2 separate regions of the Gossypium hirsutum genome follow, and region 1 is linked to region 2. A link is a contact called in public Hi-C data. All regions are on one chromosome and are shown on one strand. Each heading gives the region's core, a stretch centred on a gene start, on an enhancer-like site or on the middle of the called end of the contact. The rest is flanking DNA. Distances are from core to core; before and after follow the strand shown. Region 1 holds the start of LOC107890998 (18.1 kDa class I heat shock protein). Region 2 holds the start of LOC107891009 (thioredoxin-like protein AAED1, chloroplastic).

The links. A called contact is a pair of places that touch in the nucleus more often than the background predicts.
Region 1: a Hi-C map of leaf shows a contact between it and region 2, with 2.1 times the contacts expected there. The contact joins the promoter of LOC107890998 here to the promoter of LOC107891009 in region 2. A contact is called at or near these places in 3 of 34 Hi-C or Micro-C datasets (leaf and seedling).

What each region holds. Positions count from the first base shown.
Region 1 is chrD09:46,296,315-46,303,080 of Gossypium_hirsutum_v2.1, reverse strand. LOC107890998 (18.1 kDa class I heat shock protein) reads left to right here and starts at 3,347. Exons shown (of 1, transcript XM_016815616.2): 1 at 3,347-4,263. The coding sequence starts at 3,594. The coding sequence ends at 4,073. It overlaps LOC107890999 (peptidyl-prolyl cis-trans isomerase PASTICCINO1), which reads right to left. Exons shown (of 21, transcript XM_016815617.2): 21 at 6,660-6,766.
Region 2 is chrD09:46,144,864-46,151,932 of Gossypium_hirsutum_v2.1, reverse strand. It overlaps LOC107891009 (thioredoxin-like protein AAED1, chloroplastic), which reads right to left and starts at 3,306. Exons shown (of 10, transcript XR_001682106.2): 1 at 3,051-3,306; 2 at 2,806-2,947; 3 at 2,663-2,708; 4 at 2,508-2,567; 5 at 2,297-2,333; 6 at 2,119-2,198; 7 at 1,915-2,006; 8 at 1,639-1,689; 9 at 1,437-1,497; 10 at 1,064-1,257.

The DNA.
Region 1 (6,766 bases), core at 2,098-4,597, 150 kb before region 2:
CCTAACATGTGTTTTCTTTTTAACATGAGAAGGTAATGGTCGAATCTCAATTCTAATCTCTCTACCTTTTTAATCATTAATTCCCGTGTTTTTCTCAAATTTAAAATTTAATCATTACTTAATTTAAATACTTTATTCTAATTAAAATGGTGATGTGAATTTTTAAAATTTGTTAACACCATTAAAATATTTTATTAAATTCATATTTATTATAATGCCATTGTTTTTGTTATACGAATATCAAATAAGGTTTTTTTTAAAAAAAAATTAAAATGTCACAATAACAAATTCAATAGAAAAATATTAACAATGTTAAAAAAATAAACTTTACTTTTTAAATTTGAAGAGTAGAGGGACTAAATCTCTAAAAATAAAATTATAAAGATTAAATTTCAAATATACTTGTAAAACAAAAACTTTTAGCGTATTAAATTTTTTAAATTTACTTAAAAAAGGAATTATTACCCCAAACCAAAAAGATTAAATAAGATTGTCCGTATTGACGGAATATTATTTAAAAAAAACCATATTTTTAATTGGAATCATTTTCTCTTTCTATCTTTTTGGATGGTCCTATTCCAATCTTCTTTTACATTCAACCTCAAAGTTCAAATCTTTGATAAAAAGATGGGAAGTTAAAAATATTTAGTCCCAAAAACACAACTCGTATCTTCTTTTCGGTTTCACTAATTTGGAAATCAAGTAATCAACTTCCCATTTTCTTTATTCATATTATTGCATTTCCTTTTAGCAAAGAAAACAAAGAATTCATTACCCATGAATTGCATCAGTCTATTTAGCTGTCGGTTTCGCAGCTTTGCTACAACACCTAGGAGTACATTTGAAACTGGCTAATTAATTAAAAATCTTAGCTTCAATAGTACCGGAATTCCAACACTAGAAAGAGATGCAATCAAATTGTTTCTTGTGAGATTCAAGCATCACATCATTTCATTTTCTTTTCTCAATTTAAAAAGTTTTAAGGTGAATCGTTAAAGTTTCTGCAACTAATCGCACTTTGATATATGTACATTGAGCTGAGAAAATTGTAAATAAATAAAGTGAAGTGTGGTGTTTTGCATGTATCATTGGTCTAGTTGTAATATTTATGTGTTTCAATGGAACAAAAAGTATCTCAAGGACTGAACCTAAAGGAGATTAGATGATATGAAGAATTAACAAAGAGAACATATGCAATTAAAGAGTCTCGCTACAAACCATAAAATTGTCGAATTAAACTAACTTATCAGCTAAAGGATTGGATTATAACAAGACTAAAATTACAATTAAAATAATCAGAGAAAAATGTAGTAGTTGATTAATAGCCCTGTAAATAATTAATTCTCAGGATCTAAAATTATCAATTTTCTAATTGGTTCAATTTTATCTTTAAATTACCAAGTTTACCCAATTAGATGATTTAGTCTAAATTTTTTCTAAAATAATAATTTTGGGATCTAAATGAGTTAATTAATGATTCAAGTTTATCATACTAAAGTATCTCATTTATTTTTCTTATTTTGCTTTGAAAAAGTTTTCAAATATAAATAGTTTCAAATTAGTTATACTATAAAAAGATTTTAGTTTGACATGTTTAATTTTTTATTTTAATTTGAACCTGTTCACTCAATTCGACTCGATTTAAATTTCATTTCACTTAACTTGATTCCAAATAATTTCAAATCGAGTTAGGATGATAAAATAAAATCTATTAATTCGATTAACTTAAAATTTTTTTACTCAATTCGACTCGATTCGATCCAATGTTGAATAACTAATATGATTAATATTTACCAAAATAGTTTCGATATTAATAGTAAATAAAGTTTACTGTATAGCATTGAATGACTTTTGGCAAGTTTGTATGCAACTTGTTCAACAAAAGTCCATTATAATGAATATATTGATAGACATAAACGTTAAAAACTTGGAATAAAAATGGAATAATTGATTGGTATTCCAAGCTGTTATCCATTGAATGAGAGGAAGATTCATGAAGAAGTCCAGCATTGTAGTATTATTGGCTCCCATCCAACCGCATTCATATGTCTGTTTTGAGCATGTCGGATACTAAAAGATTTTTCTGTTTATTTTTGGGTTGTAGAAGATTTGATTAAGCAAGCCCAACCTAAGACATTTGTCATGTGAAGGAGGCCCTAAGCCTGTCGATGAATCGGCAATTGTTTACTTCATTAGTCGGAGAGTTTTTATTTGGTACGTGGACCGTGAGGTACTTAATATCATCCTTTATTCTTTGTTTCATATTATAAGTTTTCTCCTTGGAATACTAATGTTGGTTGGATACCTTTTAGGTTTTTGCATGTTTAATCATTGATTTCATTTACAAGCTGGCATCGTCTAAAGACTAATTTAACAAAGAATTTTTCTGACAAAAACTCAAAAATTTTTATTTTTGCATTTAGTCAATTTTTGACGTTTAAGGAATTTTTTTTCAAAAAAATGTTTTAAAAAAAAACAGTTTTTATCCCAAAAATATTTCTTAAAAGCATTGTTAAACTATCAAATCCCTCTATTCAGACTCTCCGTTGAGATGCTCCGTTAGTCTAAACAAGCCTTAATCTAAAAATAAGAGATTGATATTTGTGCGTGGCAACATAACGCCCACGGGGTTGCGAGGACTTCACAAAAGCTTAAACATTACTGTGACGGCCCATTCATTGGTTTTTCTCATGGTGGATTGTTTAGTGACATTTAGACCCAATTTAGACCAAATTAGGTTGAGAACAGAACATGGCAATGGCATGGCGTCAATGTCCCTTACGTCACCCTTTTGTTGAGGAACTGTTAGTAATGCAAATATATTCTGAAAATGACTACTCCCCCCCACGCAACAGAAACTCCATAAGTATATATATTCGTCTAAATCCCTTCATCATGGATAAAATTCCATCTGGATGTGCACCATTTCCCTAAAGAGGATTCCTTATTCCTGTCTCCAACATCTTCACGCTCACTATTTTATTTTTTTAAGCACAAAATTGAATTATAAAATTTTGAAGATTAAAATATGATTTATATTGTATTAGTTTATAATTTAATTATTTTTAAAGAGATTAAAATGAAAAATTTATCAATTTAGGGTTAAAACTTAGGATGCCTCTAGCGTCGCCCTTACATGCACCGTCAATATATAAATTTAGGCACAGACAATAAATTTTCCGTTAATCAATCCAAAATTAGGTTATTCTTATTATTTTTTTCTTGTAAATTATCCCGTAAGAAAATAGGATTTTAAAAAAATGAAAATGATGCGTTTTGTGGCTACTAAAAAGGAAATAAATGATTTGAATGAAAAATAAGGAGGTGAATATTAATATCAAAGGTGAAAAACAAAATAAATTAAAAATAACAAAAGTTGTAACAGATCTCTGGATAGTTGAGTGAATATGATATGTAATTCAATTTTTACAATATAAATTTATAAACCCACTGTATAATTACGCATCAATTTAAGAATATCTCATTTTTCCCTTATAAAAATGCATCTCTATCTTACCCTCTTTCTCATAGCAAAATAGCATTTGAGTATTCTTACATAATCTACACGTCTTGCCTAGTTTGTTTTTACAGCTATGTCCATGATTCCACGTATGTATTACGGTGGGCACAGTGTTTACGAGCCTTACTACCAGCAGCAAGCAGTTTGGGATCCGTTCCAAGAAGTCCTGCACGGCGGGAGCAGCTTGGTTGCGGCTGCTTCGCCCGAATCACGGTTCGAGCTTACGAAGCTAGACTGGAAGGAAACCCCGGAAGCTCACGTGTTCAAAGCGGACCTTCCAGGGCTGAAGAAGAACGAGGTGAAGGTGGAAGTAGAGGAGGGGCGAGTTCTCTGCATTCGCGGGGAGAAGAGCGTGGAGAAAGAAGTGAGCGGCGGGACGTGGCATCGCGTTGAACGCAGCAGCGGTGCGTTCGTAAGGCGTTTCAGGTTGCCTGAGGATGCCAAGCTTGATAAGCTGACGGCGTGTTTGGAGCGGGGGGTGCTCACCGTCACAGTTCCTAAGAAAGAGCTCAAACACCCCCCTAAAAGAACCATTCAGATCCATGTCCAGTAATCTCGTGTTTCCCTTTTGCTTAACAATGACAGCAGGGAATGAGACCAGGTCTTTATGAATCATATATATATATAATCTTATGAGTGCTTTTGTTGTAATAGTGCCAATATATATTTTGGCTCTTATAATTTAGTATGATAAATTAAATACTATTTATATTATAAAAATTCAAAAATACATATTTGGCTGAGCTGATGAGAGAGATTTAAGGTAGCCACCTAATAATTATATAATAATGGCGTATTTGAGTGATTACTGCAATCACATGGTTCTCACTTAATTTGATGTAATTGGAGACTTTCAATTTTTATAGAAGAGGGGTAAAATTTTGAGTAATTACACATATCTCAAATCTAATCTTAAAATTATTTTTATACAAGTTATAAAAATTATATTATAAACATTAACTATTTGGGGTGGTTATGGCCAAAATTTTATTATATTATAAGAATAATTTACGTATTTAATAAAAATATATATTATTTAAAAATTTATTTTACTTGTTAAAAAATGTTATAATATATTTATTTATAAAAATTTACGACCAAAAAGCATGACAACAACTTATCTATGTCTCCATGCTATATATTATAAAAATAATAATTTATTCATAAAAAAATTTAAAGCCTTTTTTTAATTATAACTTATTTATAAAAAATAAATTTAGAAGTAAAATGTATATATTATTTATAAGAAGTGTTATGAAAGTTACTAAACAATTTATAAAATCTTTTTTATAAATGTATATTATTATTTATTTAATTTACGTATTATAAAAAGAGATACAACCTAGCATAAGTCTCTCTTCAAATTAATTTTATATTAGTTTTTATAATTAAAAATATGAGTTATTTGGACTATGAACCCAAATATTATAAGGTCAGTGTTAATTATGCAAATACGAAAAGTTTTCTTACACTATAACATGGTGTATGATATCACTTGAGAGAATGGTGCCAGACACAAGCACCGTAGACAGCTCGCGAGCTCTTTAATTTGAGACATTTAAGACTTAAAAATGTGATTGAAAAGACTTTTGTTATTCTAAAAAAATATATTTTCCACATTAGCAATATCACCTTAGTATAGCAGCATAAAAAAATAATGATAGCATTTTTATCTAGATCGAGTTTGAGCAAAATTTTATGTCAATTTTTTTAGTTGAATTCAAGCTTAAAATTTTGGTTAAACCCAATTTGACACATGAAGACAGTTGTCATTAACTAAGCGAAGTATACATGACAAAAGATTAAAACCTAAACACGTGCTTTGGATAAATTAGGATTTTAATTTTAAAAAATAACCAAAAATGTACATGATGGGATTAATGTTGATGTCATTATCATTGGGCATGGGCTTTTGCCATAAAAGATTTATGGGCGATAAATTAAAAAGAAGCCAGTCCTCATAACAGAATTTTGAGCCAAAGCATTTTTTGTGTGAGTTGAGAGTAAATAAATTTACTTTTTTGACTCATATCTTTTTATAACAAATAAATTTATTTTTATGACTCATACAAAATAGTGAAATATCTAATCACTTTCATAGTCTGTACTAATATCAGAAGTAAGGTTCAATTCTTCTATCATATTTGTTTTTTCAAGATGATAATCTTCCATACCTTAGTATCATGAAGAACTTGCAAGCCATATATTCCTGAAACGGTTACAAAAATTACGACATTATTAAACAAGTTGGAAGAAGTTGTAATGAACTGAGACACTGAATCATCCCCCAAATCATGTTTTTCTAACTATTTAAAAAGGTCTGTTTATGGCTTAATTAAAATGACCCAAACAACTTTGAATAAGAAATGGCCCGACTTCTCCCCCCTCAGCTTTTCTTTCTACTGACCTTGGTGGTCATCATCCATCCCTCATACGGACTTAAGCATTTGAAAGGTACAGCCCTCGTTGACGAGGTTTGCCGCCACACATCCCACAATGAATATTGCGTCAATACCATAGTCCCAAAGCCGCCATTATCCGGGGAAAGGATCGCCAGTACCACTTTGGGTTGGGCACAGATAAAAGCTCTGGAAGCCGGAACCATCATAGCTAGTCTACTTAATGATTCTTCTTCCATCTTACCAGTAGCAAAGAACCCTCTACAGGCCAAAGAGCTTCTCCAAATATGTTGGGATTCTAACATGAACACCATGGAGGACCTTTGGATTGCTAGCAGTTTGCTTTACAATAAGATCATCAATCCCATGATTGCTCGTCTGTATCATGCTGCAAATACCACTAGAGTTTGCCAAGATGGCGTAAAAGGAACCGGTTTTACAGCCTTAGCTGCTAAGATCGAGGATATAATTAAGCTCTGTGAAATTTGTGTCGTCTCCACCAACTTCTTTGTGAACGGTGCTCATTAAAAGCTTTTACCCATGAATTATGTGTGCATGTAATAGATAAATAAAGGGTTCCCTTTTGAGTATTGCACAAGATATTTCTAATGGAATCCCCCGTAATATTTTACATCTTCAAATACCAAAATCAACTATCAGTCTGTCATCTCAAGTCTGCTTGAAGGCTTAAAAAATTTGCGATAAAGAATATTCACATATGACATACGTTGCAACAAATATAGAAGATCATTGGATACCCTTCACATTTCTTATTGATAAATTTTGGTACCTCGGTTTCAATTCTAACGATATGAGAAGAGAAAGTTAAAAGTTTTGAAGAATCAGA
Region 2 (7,069 bases), core at 2,057-4,556:
CTCCATTCTTGTTTGTTTCTAACTTTTTAAAGAGCTATTGCTGAACCTTAAATGCAGTCCTCAAGCATTATCGTAAAATCTTTAGACTTGATCAAAATTGTTTTTTTGTTCTATTGTTTTTTACCTACGGTAGATGAAGCAAAAATGAATGGCAGGCATATAGCACTTTCCGCACGGCAATGGTGATGAATAATTATGGAAAATTTCTGCAGATCAGATATATATGAATGCATCTTCTTTGATCGACGACACTACAAGTAATGAATATAAAGCAGTGTAAATGACATTAAATTAATACTGCAACGACTTTTATTCCTCAAGAGAGTATATCATGCCTATGTGCATTTCGAACTTCAAAGTTTAAAAAAAAAAAAAAAGTTAATGAAAAACCAGTGTAGATTGGGATAAACCCAGCATCTAAAATGGCAGTTTCACCATATGTTCATGCACCACTAGGCTTATAGGTAATGAACATTGGCTGCTACTCTGCCAGGATCAAAGGGAAGCTCAGTCAGCAGTCAATATCATAGAGTTCATTCTTTAAACTGCATGCGGACCGAAGATCCTGCTCCTCTCAAGTTAAGATGACAGTAAACCAGAAACAATACATGTTAGATATGACTACTTAGAAACACCACAATCATGGAAGTGCTTTTTTTCAACCTCACTCCCTCTTAGGATCAAGGTAGGGTAAGATATGAAACCTAAAGATATTCAGAAGCAGGGCAGTTTTAAGATAATTAATTACAAAATCCGTTTTACTGTTTGCATTCCATTAGTTTTATTGTCAAAAATGTCTCGTGATGGCATGATTTTATGGAAAATGATCAAAGATGCAGGCCAATATGTTTAAGTTATAATGGCAGCAGTAGTTACATTTTACCTCTGAAACCAATGTACAGCAACTTTTGTCCCGTAAAATTTTGAAACTTTTCATTAATGGCAGCAGACAGCAGTTGTTACATTTTACTTAGACCTTAATTGAGTGAAACTTTCGATTATTTAATTATTTTAAGAGAGTTATTATAGCATTTAAGCCTAGATCATTTAAATGAAAAGAAAATGATAAAACTCCTTTCTATTTCTGTTGTATCACACATTATTGGAAAAGAACATAAGAGTTTACTGAAAATTCCCATATATACACTATGATAGATTATAAACTCGAAATTTCACTGAGATTATAGGCCCCATTTCTTATGAGCAACAAGCTTTCAAAATGTCTTCAATATCTGGATCATCCCCTGCTTCTTTGTCCTGTCAAGGGAAATGGATTTTAGAGCCAGTGTTAGGGAAAGAAAGCTGTGAATCAATGACAAGTTATTACATAATAATTAATAATGGTTTCAGTTGAAATAGTTGTTAAAATTCACATTATCATTATGCCAAGAAAATCTTGTGGCGTTCGAGTTTTGTCATCTTTTCAGGCAAAATACCTTGTGAATGTATAAAATGTTGGTTTTTCCAGGACCTGCTACTAAAATTCCACCTTGCTGCCTGCAAAGTGAATAGTGTGTACAAGTTATGACTGAAAACAGTCTTTCTGCAACACTAGACAAATTAAATCAAGGCAGAAAATCATTCTTATCATACAGATTTAATCTTATGTATAAATTGAACAAGTGACAAGAGCCCTACCATGACTTCCAGGAAAGGCAGGAACCACATGCAAACTTAATGTTCTGGTCTCTAGATTCGTTGTTTAGGTCATAAGCAGATTGAAATGTTCATTGACATCCAGGAAAGGCAGGAAGGTGTCCACAAAAAAGAGAGTAAAAGATTGAAGTAAAAATTTAAAGTTCATCCCAAAGGTAACATTTTTTTTGCAGAATGTATGTGTCTTATGCAAGACTAGCTTGTGAAGGTCGGCGTTGATTCATTAATAGGGTAATTGTAATAAAATGATCAACGTACCAGCCACCTCTCTTAACAGTGTCTTCCTCAAAAGAAAGCTTCCAGTCTTGTCGGTAGCCTTCCATGTACAACTGTATTATTTTAAGACCTGCCTGCCATTCAAGAAAATACCTAAATGAGAAAGGTTGCTAGAATCACAGAAATCCAACATCATTTCTAAGAAACAAAAGCCATTAATTATACAATGCTTCCTTTTTTACATACTTTGGGGGTAAATGTGGTTGTAACCCCAGAAACAAATCTTAGTGCATTGTATGATGAGTGGCTTGGATCTGCATAAACCTCTGAACCAAAAGCAACAAGATAACACCACCACCTTCTCGTCAATAAGTGTTAATAATAAGATAGCAAAATAGATGCAGAACAGGAATTTTTTCGGTACCTCCTTTGAACTTAGTTTGCTCTGCAAATGTTTTGGCCTGCAGGGGATAAAAGAAGTAGTTATAACAACTATCCAGCCTAGTTCATACTTTCATGCAACTTATAAGGTCTGATGAACTTGCCAAGTGAAATTTCATGGATATATACATAAGCCACCAAAAATAAAACAAACTACATGCATTAAACAACCCATATACTGTTGGTGCACTTGCCTGTTCAATGCTTCCAGGTCCAATTAAAACAAGTGCAGCACCTGATTTATCCATTACATCCTGCCATTATTACCAGGGCTATGTTAATAAAGATGACATACCATCAAAGTATGGGTTTTCGAGTTCGGGATTATTATTACTAAGCAGTAGTTTACCTTCTTGGAGGCAAGATAATCAGCCCGTTTGCGGCAAAAGACACATCTAAAAGCAGTGAAAGACTAAGAACTAATAGGAATCTTTAGTTAAAAGTATCAAAATCCATACCCTACACTACAAAGATGCAAATAAAAATAACCACCCAAAATGGCGAGCAAATGCGACAACAGCTTTCCGATCTTTCCACAAATCAGAGATGGGGATTTCATTGCCGTTCAAATCGAACACTTTGACCGCATCCAACAAATCAACATTATCTTCACTCACTGCAGAAGATTCGAGTCCTGTTAACAAAACCAACCACTTCCAAGTTCAACCCTTTGATCAGCTTCGAATTAAAAGACAAAACCTGCAGCAGCTAAAGGAAGAAGAAAATTGAATACTTTCCGGTAGAGCCGGAGACGGCGGAGAGCACCGGCGGATTCCGTGGCATGGAGAGTTTGTTCTCGTTTCTATGGTGTTTGAGACCGAAATTCAATGGTTGGTTGGGAAAGAGGCGCGCCGAACGATGATTGTGGTTCCCGTTGCACTGGAAAGTGTTTGGCAAGAGACTTGTCGATAGGGAAATCGCCATGTTTGTGAACTGTGAACACTAATTCGTTACAGACAAAAAACGAGAAGTTGCACTAAAATTGTAAACCGTAGATTCGTAGGCTGTTTTATGGCAGCCGTTCTGACACGTGGCAGGATATTAGGGATTATAATTAAATATGATGATTACAGTTCAATCTGCCACGTGTCTTGTGTGAATTTTCCGATGGAATTGTATTCTCTGTTTACGTTTTACACTGCATAGAAATTAATGTTTTTGTGGCAACTAAGGAGAAAACAGCTTTATAGGTAGTAAATTGGATTTCAGAAGAAAGTAGTCGGCCGGCAATTATTCAACTTCAACATTCACATCACTCGAAACATCAAAAATACATTTTTGTTAGGTGTATTAAGTTTTAACTCGATTGGTATAGATGTTGTTGTAAGGAGAATGTGAGTTTGAGTGTGCTAAAAAGCATTACCTTCCTGTTTGTGAGTTGGGTAAGCGCATTATCCTCCTATTTATGGAATGAGGAGAAGATATAAATAGTTCCAAACATTATATAAACAAAAACAAGTATAATCAGAAATCGAAGTTGTTCAAAAAAATATAAATACATTATTTCTTTTGAATACCCTTCTAATCTAGTTTTAGAGTGGCATGCACGTGTGTTCCAATTTTATATACTAGATGAATTATTGATGTTTGAGAATGGCATGCACATGTGTCTAGTTAAATTGAAACCAATTGTATATACTAGATGAATTATAACATGTACTTTTGCGTAAACTTAAAATGATTATTGTTAACTACTTGATATGTGTATGATATGTGGCTCTTTCAATGATATTTAAGCTATTTTGTGATGCTATGGAATTGAAATGATATAAATTGACAGTATTTAAATTGTTTTTTAAATTGAATTTTGACAGTTTTACTTCTAGGTATCGACACTAAAGGCTCAAGTATTGATATCAATTATATGAGTATTAATACCTATAACCTAAAATGGCCCAAAAAATGATGTTTTTTTGCTTGTTCAATGAGTTTGGATGATGCCTATATGTTTATACTTTAATATTTAATATTAAATTGAGTTTATTAGGGATGGATAGAGTGACTTGAATGTCAAATGACGTATCCAAACATCAATGTTGCATAACTTATTTGAAATCCTTGTTGGTTCAAGTAAATGTATTGTATTCATCCTCGAAACTCAACTTGCACTGAATTCAATAGGGGAAAGATCAACAATATTAAATCAATTCCGCAAACATTATCTATGATTTTCTCATAACTTAGAATATTGGTCCATCTCCTCTTGGACTTAGTTTATTCACTCGTTTGGAAAGAAAACATTCCTTGTACATAAACACCAAAATCCAATCTCTAAACTTGAACAATACTTGCTTGCACCCTTTATTCGTGTGGTATGCATTAGGCTCATTTTTTTTAACTGTCTTTCGAGCCTTCACATGAATCTCTTTCACTGACTTAACTTTTCATTCACCATCTAAATTAACAATCATATTCAAAGTTAAAGGGATTAAATCTAATGCAAACCATAGTAACAAAAGGTAATTGTTCTGCTCATGGGTTAATGTTCTTACCCACTATAGCTTGAAAAAGAAATCTCAAGACTCGATTTGATAGAATGTTTGAAGATGACAAATAATAAAGTAGTTTAGTATCTTAACTTACCCTATATAACACTGTCTAGAAGTGACTAAGAAACCTCACGTTGCAATTAGAAACAATAGTTTTTGGATCCACAATATGGAGTACATCATCAATCTTGTGACAATCCACAATCACGAAGATGTTATCTCTTCCTCGCTTCGTTCTTAGCAAAGCTAACACAAAATCCATTGAAGTGTCAAGAGGAATTAGGAAAAAGAAGAAGAGTATTTAGACCACGCAGTATTAGGAAAGAAAATTACGGCTTTTCATTGCAATTTCGCTAAAACACTTCTTCCTTTGCGGACCATTATCAAAGTGTTGGGAAAGAATTCAAAATGAACCAATTATATATCACAGGGAGTAAATCTATAAAATTAAAATAGTTTTACATTCTTTCATATATTTTTGTATGATTGATATTTTAATGATCCAACCACTGGATTTATTGATATAATTATACTTATCATGTATATAAAATTTCGAATCCGTCTGATATCTCTGCCATATCGATCTAAAATACTATATATATATATTAATATTTATTGAATAATTGAAAGTAGAAATTTTAAATTTATGTCAAATTTGACATGCATGGTTTATATGAATGGAATATGTTACATCGTTAAAATTTTGATCATATAAAAATATAATAGAAAGTGTAAAACTATTTTAATTTTACACCGATGTAAATAGATCTCTCCTATACATAATTCAAAAGATAAGTTACGAAAGTAACTAAAAAGAAGAAAATATTTAAAAAGATAAATCAAAATAAAAGAGATGGATAATTTATCTTGCAAAACATCTAATCAACTTGTGATTAGAAAATTCAATAATAATAATAAATCGTATATGAAAAATCACACATGAGGCAAAAGAGAATTTTGATGAATCAAATACGAAATTACCTTTCATGTAGTTGATCAAGTCTCCTTTATATAAGAACTCGAATGATAAACTCGTAATAAAATAATAAAAAATTTAGCACAAATAATTTAATCTATAATTAAACTCTATTTAACAATAAATTAGAACTCTTAAAACTAATTAAATATTCAAATTGACAAGTTTTACATAGAATAACTATTTAATCAATTAAATAAACTTGGAAGAAACATGAAACACTTTAAAACTTAAGAACAACTATTGATGATTAAAGAGACTTCCAAAAGATGATGTTTATTAGAATGGATTCTCGGTTAATTCTATAATATTGATCCAATAAATTTCTTGGACATGTGTTTCTTCAAAATGATGAGGTAAATGCAATCAACTTATCTTTAATTGACCATCTATACTTTCAATGATTCGTTTACACAAAAATTTGATATTTTGATATTTCTGATTGGACTCTTTTGAATTATAAAGTTCATATTATAGTACTAGATTAGAGCATATGCATGATAAATATATAAAAATTAAATATGATTTTAGTTAAGAGAATGAAGATTTTTGAGGTATTGGGTTCAGATTTCACTATGTATAAATATATATATATTAAATTGTATGTAAAATGTTGAAATACTCTCAATTTTTTATTTATAAATTCTCATTTTGGGACTAAATTTAGATTGATATTTTAGATAATAGTTTAGATTTATATCTATCTACAAGTCATACTGATCTTTAAAAAAGAATAACCATCACATTCTTTTGTTTCTTACGATAAGCTATTAAATTATTAGTATGTTTATATTTTGGTTATTTAATTTCAAAAAGTTATAAAATGATCTTTAAATTATTCAAAATTTTTCTTTTAAATCCCTGGACTATTTGAAAGTTTTATTTAAATCACTAGTTCTTAAGTTTTTTTTAAATGTTCGACTAGTGAGCTCCAAGCGACGATTTGACGACTTACACAGTGAATCAGTACCAATCGACTGGTAGAAAAGCATACTTTAGATCCAACTTGATTTGACGGTCAGTGTCGGAGCTCGGAGACGAAAGTTGTTTGGATTTTGGTTTGCATATTCGTGACATTCAAAGTTATTTCATGAAAAATTGAACTATAGAAAAAAAGGGGAACGAAAGCTTTGGATTGGTACAAGCAGCGCAAATAGAGAAGGTCATACAATAACGATTTAACATCCTAATACTTAAATGAAAACTTTCAAATAGTTTAGTGATCATTTTGTAACTTTTTGAAGTTGAATAATTAAAACGTAAATTTACTAATAGTTTAGTAACCTTAGAT